2 separate regions of the Sus scrofa genome follow, and region 1 is linked to region 2. A link is a contact called in public HiChIP or PLAC-seq data. All regions are on one chromosome and are shown on one strand. The core of a region is the stretch at or near the end of the contact, and the rest is flanking DNA. Distances in the headings are between cores, read along the strand shown.

Region 1 (5,724 bases), core at 237-2,736, 190 kb before region 2:
AGGAGTCTGCCTCAGACACTGCTTGAGCCTGTGCTTTTGTGACTCAGGCCTGGGAGACTTCATCTTTGCTATAAACAAGAGGCTGAAGACATGGAGGGGCCTTTGTACTTAGGGGGAAGGGTGGATCTAGGGTTCTGCTCGGTTCCAGAAGTGATGTATACAAGTTCTAGGTCATATCCTAAAAAAGAAAGCATGTGCCCAGGTGCTCTGTCCCGTCCCTTTTCTTCTTCCCTTATTCTTAAATGTAGACAGGTAGACGGTCCACTTGAAATGAGATAAAAATGACCAACCACCAGGATAGTGAATCCAGGACCCCTCTGTTCCTTATACCAGGGAATCAACAATTCATCCCTGAACTTCTTACTTCAGTGATTGCATGAGAAATAATTACCTTCTGTTCTGTTTAAGCTATCATTTAGTTGGGTCATTGTTATAGGAAGAGAAACTGTATCTTAACGAATTGGGTACCATACTGAGTTTCTCTCTTGGAGGACAGCCATTAAAACTTCTCCAGGCCATTTACTTCCATTCATCTCATTGGGGGCCTTTCCACTGGAAACATATACAGTAAGCTATCCAACAGTGGAATAAAACACAATAAAATGGTGAAAATGTGTACCAAAGTGCTAAGGGCTAATAGGCACAGGGATAATTTAAAAGGGAAAAAGAATGGCAACCACCATCATCAAATAATCCCCCTTACTCTCCTGCCTCTCAAACCTCTCCTTTCTTTGTCCTTCTCTTCCTCCCTTTTTATTAATTACCCACAAAGCACCAGGCAATATGTGTGATTCAGAGACTAGCTGGATATAAATAACAGAATCCCCTGGCGAGGTATTCACACAAGCTTCAACACCTCCAAAATGTAGCTATAGACAGACTAAAAGGACACCTTTGGTGGGGCTATCAAGAATAGGGCAGAGAGGAGTTCTTGTCGTGGCTCAGTGGTTAACGAACCCGACTAGCATCCATGAGGACGTGGGTTCCATGCCTGGCCTTGCTCACTGGCTTAAGGATCTGGCGTTGCTGTGGCTGTGGTGTAGGCGGGCAGCAACAGCTCTGATTAGACCCCTAGCCTAGGAACCTCCATATGCTGTGGGTGCGGCCCTAAAAGACAAAAGGACAGGGGGAAAAAAGAAAAAAAAGAATGGGGCAGAGAGTGTTGTTCTGAAACCTATAGTAGTAATTTTAAAAACCTCTATGGAGGGGCAGGTGAAATGTAGCCAGTAGTTACCCCACTGTAAACTGCAGGTCCCTTAGGACAAATGCAGACCACAGATTTTTCAATACAGAAATGCTCCATCTGATGAGACACCCGGCACCTCTTCCTGAAGTGGCTGTTAGGAAGCACGATTCATTTGGGGTTCTCTGCAGAGGGAGCTGGAGAAGCTCAACTTTGGAGAGGATTCAGCGGGGCTGGGGGACCCACTGGAACACTTGGCTTTGGTGCTCCTACCACGTGGCCACACACCCAGCTGGCTTCTGACTTCATACCCTTGGCATCTGGGTGGCCTCTGATGATTGAAAACACTGCCTGCTGCCTGCTCTCCTCCTGGCTCCCCTCCTAAACCCTCCACCTCTGTCAGCAGGGAAGCCCGCAGCCAGGACCCTGAAGGCCCAGTGGTTGGCAAAGACAAAAGTGACATATACCTGGCATCTGTGCAGCTGAAATAAAAGCCTTTCTCTTTCTCAGGTCTTACCATACAGTTTTCTTCTCCTTTCTTCCTGCTCTTTTTTCTTTTTCTGAGAGGCGAGGTCTTGGAGACTCTTTTCAAAGACCAGCTCACTGAATTGCAGCTCAGGAGGAAAAAAAAAAAAAAAAAAAAAAAAAAGAAAGAAAAAAAAGATAAGTAAGCATCCAGAAATCTGGGGAAAAGAAAGAAAACCTCATGACTATAACTCTGACCTCAGCTGACTCTAATAAGGTGTTCATTACCTAACCATTAGAACCACCTACACAGGACAAAGTGAATTTCTAATCAACAGGTAGTAATAGCAAAACCCCCTCAAGAGCCAAGAAGCATTAGAGTGGATTATCCATGAAGAGAGGATTAGAAAAAGAGAGACTGTGAATCCAGCAAAGGAAACCCCAGCGGGCCAGCTGGCTAATGTTTGGGATAATAATTTCAAATGTATTAAAATAAATTGCAAGAAAGAAAAGGCTGAAGGCAATAAAAGCAAGCTTCACACGATACTGTATATTGTGGATCAAACCATGTACATTCGCAATAATCACTTCCCCAGAGGCAAGCAGTAAAGGTGCCACCAGCAGAGACTGGTAGAATTTAAAGTCACAAAGCTTTCTGTATGCTAATAGAAATTACTAGAAGTGAGGGCAGTTATCACAGAGCCTGCCCAATAGACAGCTTCCTGATCTGTTTTTTTCCGCAGCCTGAGTACTGTTACACAGTGTTGAGATAGGAAGGAAATAGCAGGTATAGACACCCTCACTCCTCCGCAGCCTTCAGTGAAGCCTTGCTAAGGATCTGAAGCAGGGAGAGAGTGCCTTTTTTTTTTCTCACTTCCGGAGTTTTGCCAGCAAGGCACAGGTTGAACCTCAAAACCCCTTGCCTTGCCCTCTTGTTCATCAGGAAGACGAGAATTCAGAAGCAGAAAGGAGCACAGATATGATCCAATTTTTCTTTTACCATATCCAGAGCTTGTGGCCGTTTTTTTATCTTGAGAGTATCTGGCGTTTATTTTCTTGTTAAGTTTTGTTAGTTTTTGCCTGTGTAAGGTGGACTGGTGACTTCTAGCAAGTCTGTAAATGGTATTTAAATGCTCCTTATTTTTTTTTTTTGTTCCATTTTTAGGCTACATCAATGAGATACAACAACTGATCTAAGCTAGGGGGTAAATCACTGGACTAAAATCTGTAACTATAGACTTCCAATTAAATGCTTTCCTTTTAAAGTCAGAAATTTCTTTATTCTTAATTCTGAAAGTAATCAGTGGTGTCATGATTGAGGAGTTTCCTTTGAGTTGATATCATCATCCATCCATCCAGTCAATTGTTTTAAGCACCCAAACTATAGCAGGTACTCTTCAAAATGAAGTTGAGTACAAGATGAATAAAATACGATTCTTGTCTTCCAGTCGGAATGGTTTGTCAGGAAAACCATACAGGTTTATAGCCTTGCAACCAGGAATTAGAGCAATGGTGTCAGAAAAGGAATAAAGGTTTTCAGAAGGCTCAATGGGAAGACCAAAGAGAAAGCTCCTAATCTTTTCATGCAGACCCAAAGGAATCTCTGGAGAGTATCTGAATGGGAATTAACCTTGAGGAAAGGTAAGAAGCCAGAGGGTCAAGGACATGTGGGGAAGGATATGCAAGAGGCAAATACATGTGCAAGAGCTGGGAGATCATAGGGAGCCTGGCTTGTGTAGGGGGAGCTGCAAGAAACTTGGGGCTGGACCTCAAAAGGTGGTGGTGTTTTGAGATGTGGAGGTGGGGAAGTCGGGGAAGGGACTAGGAGGAAGTCCATAAGCAACAATGGAACGAAGGGAGTCAGGGGCCAGACCATGCCCACTTCTATGCCCCGTAAGAGAATTTGGCCAAAGCTCTTGACTGGTTATTAAATGTTGCACTAATCATATTCTACCTTCCGGCCAATTACATCTTGCTAAGTATTCCAGCATCCTCTTTTGGTTGGTTTTCCTCTGTTTGGTCTTGATTCATGCTGATAAAAGAGGACATCATAAGGGCCCTAAGTAACTCACCTCCTCATGAAGATTTCTCAAGGAATCAGACCAAGGTTAGACCAATCTGTTTCCCCATGACCTCATGTTACCTTGTACAGCCTTCCAGCCAAAAATCTGCAAATCTGTCAAACAGGGTTTAGAATAGAAAATGGGATCTGGATTCACCAATTGAAAACTGAAGGATCCTTTGCCAAGTTTACCAACCTCCTGTGTTGCATGTGAAACTGTGCATCTTTGTAAGCTTAAGAAAAGGCAATGAGCTGGGTTCATCCTATTAACGTAGTAGTTACGAGTAAGAAATTTTTAAATAAAAATTGTTTATTTGTGGAATAATGCTCATTGAAACCAGTGAAACAGCAAACTGCAGATATGGTGAAGTCAAAGTTACAGTTTAAGTTTCTTACAAGTGAACTCAGTATAACAGTGTAAGATGGAGGCAGTGCGATGGAGTGGTTAATGGCCTGGGCATGTTGGTCAGAGAGGCCAGATTTAAATCCCAGGCACACCACTTACTAGTTGGGTGACATTAGATGACTTGCTTGATTTCTCAAAGCATCAGTTTTCTCAACTGCAAAACGGGAATAATAGTACCACTCTAGAGAACTGTCATGAGGATTAAGTGAAATAATGGGTCTTAAGAGCATGCCTGATGCTGATTGGGTGATGACCGTGTGCTAGCTTAGTGTTTTTTTGTTTGTTTGTTTTTTGTTTTGGCCATTGTATGTAGCAGCTTGATGTGGGATCTCAGTCTCCAGATCATAGATTGAACCCCGCTCCCGCGTGAAGGTGCTGAGTCCTAACCACTAGACCACCAGGGAACTCCCTAGCTGGTGCTATTTTAAACCTGATGGGATAAGGAAGGTCTTAGTTCATCTATTGATTCCTAGGAGAAATTGTTGGTATTTCCTAACCACAATTTACCCCGTAAGGCTGGCTGGTACCCCTCCTAGGAAATATACTTCCCTAGCATCTTAGTCTGTATGACTTGGGAACACTTTCCATTATGCACCATCATTTCCCTTTAGGGGTCTGACTCCCCACAAGGCCTGTGAGAAACTTGAACTCAGAGACTGTGTCTTATTCACCATAGACTCCAGGTACAAGGTCTGCCACTGGGTCCACTCAAACACAAACACTCAGAGAAGCATATGTGAAAACGAACTATAGAAGATCTAAGAATTTGGGTTCATAAAATCTTCTCCTGAAAATAGCCAACCTTATTGGAAAAGGCTTATTTATTTATTTTTGTCTTTTTGCCTTTTCTAGGGCCATTCCCGTGGCATATGGAGGTTCCCAGGCTAGGGGTCCAATCCGAGCTGTAGCCACCAGCCTACTCCACAGCCACAGCAATCCAGGATCCGAGCTGCATCTGCAACCTACACCACAGCTCACAGCAACGCCAGATCCTTAACACACTGAGTAAGGCCAGGGATTGAACCCGCAACCTCATGGTTCCCAGTCGGATTCGTTAACCACTGCGCCACGACGGGAACTCCTCCAAAGGCTTATTCTGTTTTTCCCAGAGCATCTCCTTGTTGATCTCCGCCCTGAGCTTCTTTCAGGGGGTATTGAAGGTCAGGGACTGCAGGGTCTAGTGACTTCATCCTTGTAGAACCAAAGGGCAAGTGACAATTTTCAGTCAGCAACTCCAAAATGACATATAGACATAGTACTTTTTGTTTCCACAATGGTCCCCTGGAAACCACTCTGTGCAAGTAAATCATTTCTAAGTGTTGCATATTTTCCCATAGGAAGCATATACTGACCAGGGTTGTATTTCTGAACACAGCCTCAGAATCAAGTAAATCATTAACACGGGCCACAATGCATCAAAGAAGTAGACATAAAACAACCATAAACCTACAGCAGACTTATAAAAATAAAGTTATCTTCCATGTTCTATAAAATAGGCAGATGTGCTCCATACCTAGATTGAGCAAACCCATAGTGGGACGGGCACTGCTAACAAATTGAACCCATAGGTGTTAAGGATCCCTGCTGTCATAACACCTAACTTGTAAT
Region 2 (5,604 bases), core at 281-2,780:
TTTTTTTTTTTTTTTTGCCTTTTTAGGGCCACACTCTCGGCATATGGCGGTTTCCCGGCTAGGGGTCCAGTTAGAGCTGTAGCCGCCAGCTTATACCACAGCCACAGCCACGTGCGATCCGAGCTGTGTCTGCAACCTACACCACAGCTCATGGCAATGCCAGATCCTTAACCCACTGAGCAAGGCGAGGGATGGAATCTGCGTCCTTAAGGAAGCTAATTGGGTTTGTTAATGGCTGAGCCATGATGAGAACTTCTATCTCTGACATTTTTTTTTTTTTTTGGTCTTTTGTCTTTTTGCCTTTTGTAGGGCCGCTTTTGCGGCATATGGAGGTTCCCAGGCTAGGGGTCGAATTGGAGTCATAGCCTCCGGCCTAGCCAGAGCCACAGTAACTCGGGATCCGAGCCACGTCTGTAACTTACTCCACAGCTCACGGCAACGCCAGATCCTTAACCCACTGAGGAAGGCCAGGGATCAAACCTGCAACCTCATGGTTCCTAGTCAGGTTCGTTAACCACTGCGCCATGATGGGAACTCCTATCTCTGAAATTTTTAAAAAAAATAAATTTCATTGGAGTATAGTTGACTTGGAAAGCTGTATTAGTTTCAGGGGTACAGCAAAGTATATCAGTTTTATGTGTTATATATATACACACACATACATATATGTATATATACACACACATACATATATACACACATCTGTTTCTTTTCAGATTCTTTTCACATATAGGTTATTACACATTATTGAATAGATTACCCAGAGCTAATACAGTAGGTCCTTATTGCTTATCTATTTTATATATAGTAGTGTGTATATGTCAATCCCAACCTCTTGGTTTACTCCTTCTGCCCCACATTTCCCCTTGGGTAACCATAAATTCAGTTTCAAATTGGGTCTGTATCATTTTTTCTTAGATTCCACGTATTAGTGATCTCCTATGATATTTGCCTTTTTCTGACTTAGTTTACTAGCATGATAATTTCTGGGTCCATCCATGTTGCTAAAAGTGGCATTATAGAAATTTTTAATATGTGAAAAAAAAAACCTCCCATTTGTTGAAGCTACCAGAAATCTATCACCTTCAGCCAAATGCATTTCTAATAGTGCAGTTCTATACTTTGAGGTACCACTTAAATAAGAAATAACATTTTTATTTTATTTTTTCATGGCTGCACCCACGGCATATGGAAGTTCTCAGGCTAGGGGTCTAATTGGAGCTACAGCTTCTGGCCTACACCACAGCCACAGCAACGCTGAGTCCGAGCTGTGTCTTTGACCTACACCACAGTTCACGGCAATGCCAGATCCTTAACCCACTGAGAGAAGCCAGGGATTGAACCTGCATCCTCATGGATCCTAGTCAGTTTGTTAACCTTTGAGCCACAAAAGGAACTCCAAAAAATAACATTTCTATTGAGATGGAATTCATTTATCATGAAATTCACCCTTAAAAGTACACAAGTGGGTGGTTTTTAATATATTCACAGATCTGTGCCATCATTCCCTCTATTTTTAGCATGTTTTCCTCACACGGTAGAGAAACTCTATAGCCATTAGCAGTCATGTCCAAACTCCCACCCCGCCTGCCCAGCCCCTGGCAACCACTCATCTAACATTCTGTCTTTTCAGATGTACCAATTCTGGGAATTTCATACATGGGATCATGCACTCTGTGGCCATTTGTGTTTGCGTTCTTTCACCTGCCACATTCCGAGGTTCACCCATGTTGCAGCATGTATCAGCATTCCAGTCCTTCTTGTGGCCAAATACAATTCCATTCTACGACTATATTACACATGCGAGAGCAAGTAAGATCTGTGACTTACTGATGTCGAGGGCTACAGGTTCTTCTCTACTCATGTTCCAACAGAAAGTCAATAAGAATTATTTCAAACATCTTTATTTAATGGAGTAAAAATTAACATGATTATGTTAGTCACCTATAAAAAGGTGTCCAAGAAAACTAATAACCCAAGCAGGCTTAGCTTGAGGGAATATTCTGTTGGTAGAACGCAACTGCAAATGTGTACTAAAAAATTCAGACACTAGTTCAATACCACTGTTATCTAACAGCTGCCCCGAGTTTATACCAGATCTTAGGAAAACCACTGAGTCCATGGCTCTATACTAAAAAATACACAGAATCCATCGCTTCTTCCTTTTGTGGAGTTAGAACAACAGTATGAAAGAAGGTTATTCCCCTTTCTTGTTGATTCCATGCTTAGTCATTACTAACAACCAATAAAGATAAAATCCCCCACAACTGAAATTCCTGTTGTTGCTCAGTGGAAATGAACCTGACTAGCAATCACAAGGATGCTGGTTCGATCCCTGGACTCACTGAATGGGTTGGGGATCGCTGCTGCTGTGAGCTGTGGCGTAGTCTGGCAGCTGTAGCTTCAATTTGACTCCTAGCCTGGGCGCTTCCACATGCCACATGTGTGGCCCTAAAAAGACACACACACACAAAGTCCCACAGAGCTGGCTCTATTTCAGTTAGAATTTTGGAAGAAAAGGTTAACTCACCTCAAGTTCCTTGACAAGCCTGTTAGCTAGTTTGATAGTTTTGTTGGTTTGGTTCACCTCTTCTTGACACCGAACTTTCTCGGCTATTGCTTTTTCAAAGGAAGCTGTGAGTCTGCTCAGGTTTCGATCCAAGTCCTAAGTAAGAGTCAAAATGAATTTCTGAGCCATTTTTTAGATAAAATGAAACCATTACAACCATCTTAAAACACCTATTACCCTAAGGTAAATGAAACAAACCTCTGTCCCTCCTCTGCCTTTGACCTTTAGCTCACATGCATTAGGGTTTTTTGTTTTTGTTTTTGTTTTTTTGTCTTTTTGTCTTTTCTAGGGCCGCTCCCGTGGCATATGGAGGTTTCCAGGCTAGGGGTTTAATCGGAGCTGTAGCCACTGGCCACAGCCACAGCCACACAGGATCCGAGCTGAATCTGCAACATATGCCACAGCTACACCACAGCTCATGGCAATGCCAGATCCTTAACCCACTGAACGAGGCCAGGGATGGAACCTGAAACCTCATGGTTCCTAGTCAGGTTCGTTAACCACTGTGCCATGAGGGGAACTCCCTCACAGGCATTAGGGAAGGAGGAGAAGGGGTGGTGATGACAATAAACCCATCGGGGTCACCACAGGGGTCCAGTTCACCTCGCGGTCTTCTCGTCTTCCTCCTGCACCAGGCGGAGGGCAGGCAGAGACCGGGGTGAGTGATGTGCCCTGCAGACTCAGACACATCCTGGGGGCACCGTCCCGTCTCTGGTCCTAAGCCTCATCCTCCAGGACAGCCTTTATTAATGACGAGGGACATCTTTTTGGTTCTCCACCTACTGATTCTCTTTCCATTTCTCATTGGTCCATAACTTGGTCAATGAGGAGGGGTGATAATGATCAATCCCCTTTAAACCTCAGCAACCTGACCCGGCTTGGCCAACCAGATTTTCTTCTTTGGAAAGCTGGGACCAAAACTCAGAGATATGTCATTGTTTCCAACATCACAAGACTTGGAAACGTGTACATTTTGAAGATCTTCATGTAGAAAGGGGCCATCTTCCTCCAAGGGCACAGAAAAGCAGCAGAAACCATCCCAGAGAAAGAAAGGATGAAACGGAAGTGAGGGGAGGAGTCACAAAGCCCTGAACACATTCAAGGCAGCTTCCCACTTCCTGGATCTCTTTCCTCCTGAGACCTAGTCACCTACGTTTTTTTCCCCTCAAGTTCCATGAGTCATTCTTCCTTTTTGGCTAAAGGTTTTCTAAATGGGCTTCTATTACTTACAGCCCCAAAGCCTGACTAAGATATCAAATGCTTGGGAGACTCCTTATTGTAGCATCTGGCTAGCTAAAAGTTTTAATGACCATATAACATTGCTTTTGTAAATACATGCAAAATTTCAAGAAACTTTAATAAGCAAACTAGTAGGACATACCCTATTTACAATTTAGAGACTGCCAATATTTGTCATTGACCCAGTTATTAACATTATTTAGTTTATAATGGTGAAATAGTACCTATTTATTTATTTATTTATTTATTGTAAGGCCACTCTTGTAGCATATGGAAGTTCCCAGGCTAGGGGTCCAATCAGAGCTACAGCTGCCGGCCTACAACACAGCCACATTGTGGGATCCAAGTGTGTCTGTGACCTACGTCACAACTCATGGCAACACCAGATCCCGGACCCACTGAGCGAGGCCAGGGATGGAACCGGCATCCTTACAGATACTAGTCAGAGTCATTTCCTCTGTATCTCAATGGGAACTCCCAAGCAGTACCTCTTAAAAAAAGAAAAAACATGTGTGTCGTATTTAAGACTAACATGAGAAAAATGGTCAAATTTATGAGAAATGGAGATATTACACACCATCAGTTAGAAATCAGATTAAAATAATATCTAGGTCTATTTTATAAGGTTATTAAAAATACTTGTGGGAGTTCCTGCTGTGGTACAGTGGGTTAAGAAACTGACTGCATCAGTTTGGGTCACTGTGGAGTGCGGGTTTGATCCCTGGCCTGTTCTGTGTGTTACAGGATCCTGTACTGCTGCAGCTGTGCCATAGGTCGCAACTGTGGCTCATTTTCAATCCTTAGCCCGGGAATTTCCACATGCCATGGGTGTGGCCATTAAAAAATTTAAAAAAAAATGTGCTTGTAGATTTCTAAAACACAGAAGAGCATGTACACTGTGGTGTCAGACACCAAAGATCATATTTGGACGGTGCTATCAGCTAAGCAACCTCAAGGTGTGCTGTTTTACTTAAGCTCTCTATGCCTCAATTTCAGCATCTAAAAATATGGAAACAATAACGTTACTTAATTCATGGGGTTGGTCTCAAAATACACAGAACTAATGTATCAACTGATATAACAGTTCCTTCTATAAAGTTGGGAAGGTGAGCTGGACGGCGGGAGACCTGTGTCTCTTAGGCTTATTTCTTGGCATCTTGTGAAGAGGCACTGACAGGTCTGTTCTAGGCTATTCCATAAGTTATTTGCATAGCAAATAGGCTTGGGAAATAGAGACAGTGTTGTCCTCTGGGCAGAGGACAGAGTTATTTCCTGACCAGAATACTAAAGATATGTTTCCCTAAGGGGCAAAGGTTGGGCAGGTTTCCTACAGCCCTCCTTATATGGGGTGTTTGTGAAGCTTGGGATTCCTCAGTTGTGGCAGAAATCCACTGTGTTAAACCTCGGTTAGTCCACTGTGTGTCACTTCCACGGGAACTGGGAGACTGGGACCTGAGGTGCGTGAAGCTTCTGCTGCTCGCTGGGATATGGGTAATAAACTCCTTTGGTCTCTGACCCCCATGTCCCATGGCTCATGTCTTCTGCCAGCATCTATGAATCTGTGGCAGGTAACCTGTCAGCCTGCAAGGAGGGTAAGATGTTGGCTCCTTCACAGTTTCTGACAGGCCCTGGCCACTCAGGTTCTAGAAGTAAATGGGGTGAGGGAAGAGGAACTTAGCCTGAAGACCCCAGCCCATCAGACGCTCTAAACCTTGAGTGTGCACTAGAACCACCTGGAAGGTTTGATCAGACCCAGATTCCTGTGCTCCCTGCTAGAGTTCCTCACTCAGAGGGTC

The links. HiChIP or PLAC-seq counts read pairs in DNA pulled down with a chosen protein or histone mark.
Region 1: an H3K27ac HiChIP or PLAC-seq map of skeletal muscle shows a contact between it and region 2. The contact joins two enhancer-like sites. A contact is called at or near these places in 1 of 47 Hi-C or Micro-C datasets (liver) and 1 of 2 datasets of contacts at active chromatin or transcription factors (skeletal muscle).

Annotation. Positions count from the first base shown.
Region 1 is chr9:90,865,078-90,870,801 of Sscrofa11.1, reverse strand. No RefSeq gene overlaps it. Among named protein-coding and RNA genes, the nearest start is that of CDCA7L, 61 kb to the right of the region's middle. Within about 2 kb of position 1,486, at least 8 of the 83 cell types and tissues checked have an H3K27ac peak or open chromatin away from gene starts, as enhancers often do. A contact at or near this core is called in skeletal muscle, where this site is marked.
Region 2 is chr9:90,673,202-90,678,805 of Sscrofa11.1, reverse strand. It overlaps DNAH11 (dynein heavy chain 11, axonemal), which reads right to left. Exons shown (of 81, transcript XM_021063431.1): 61 at 2,531-2,665. Among named protein-coding and RNA genes, the nearest start is that of CDCA7L, 130 kb to the left of the region's middle. Within about 2 kb of position 1,530, at least 1 of the 83 cell types and tissues checked has an H3K27ac peak or open chromatin away from gene starts, as enhancers often do. A contact at or near this core is called in skeletal muscle, where this site is marked.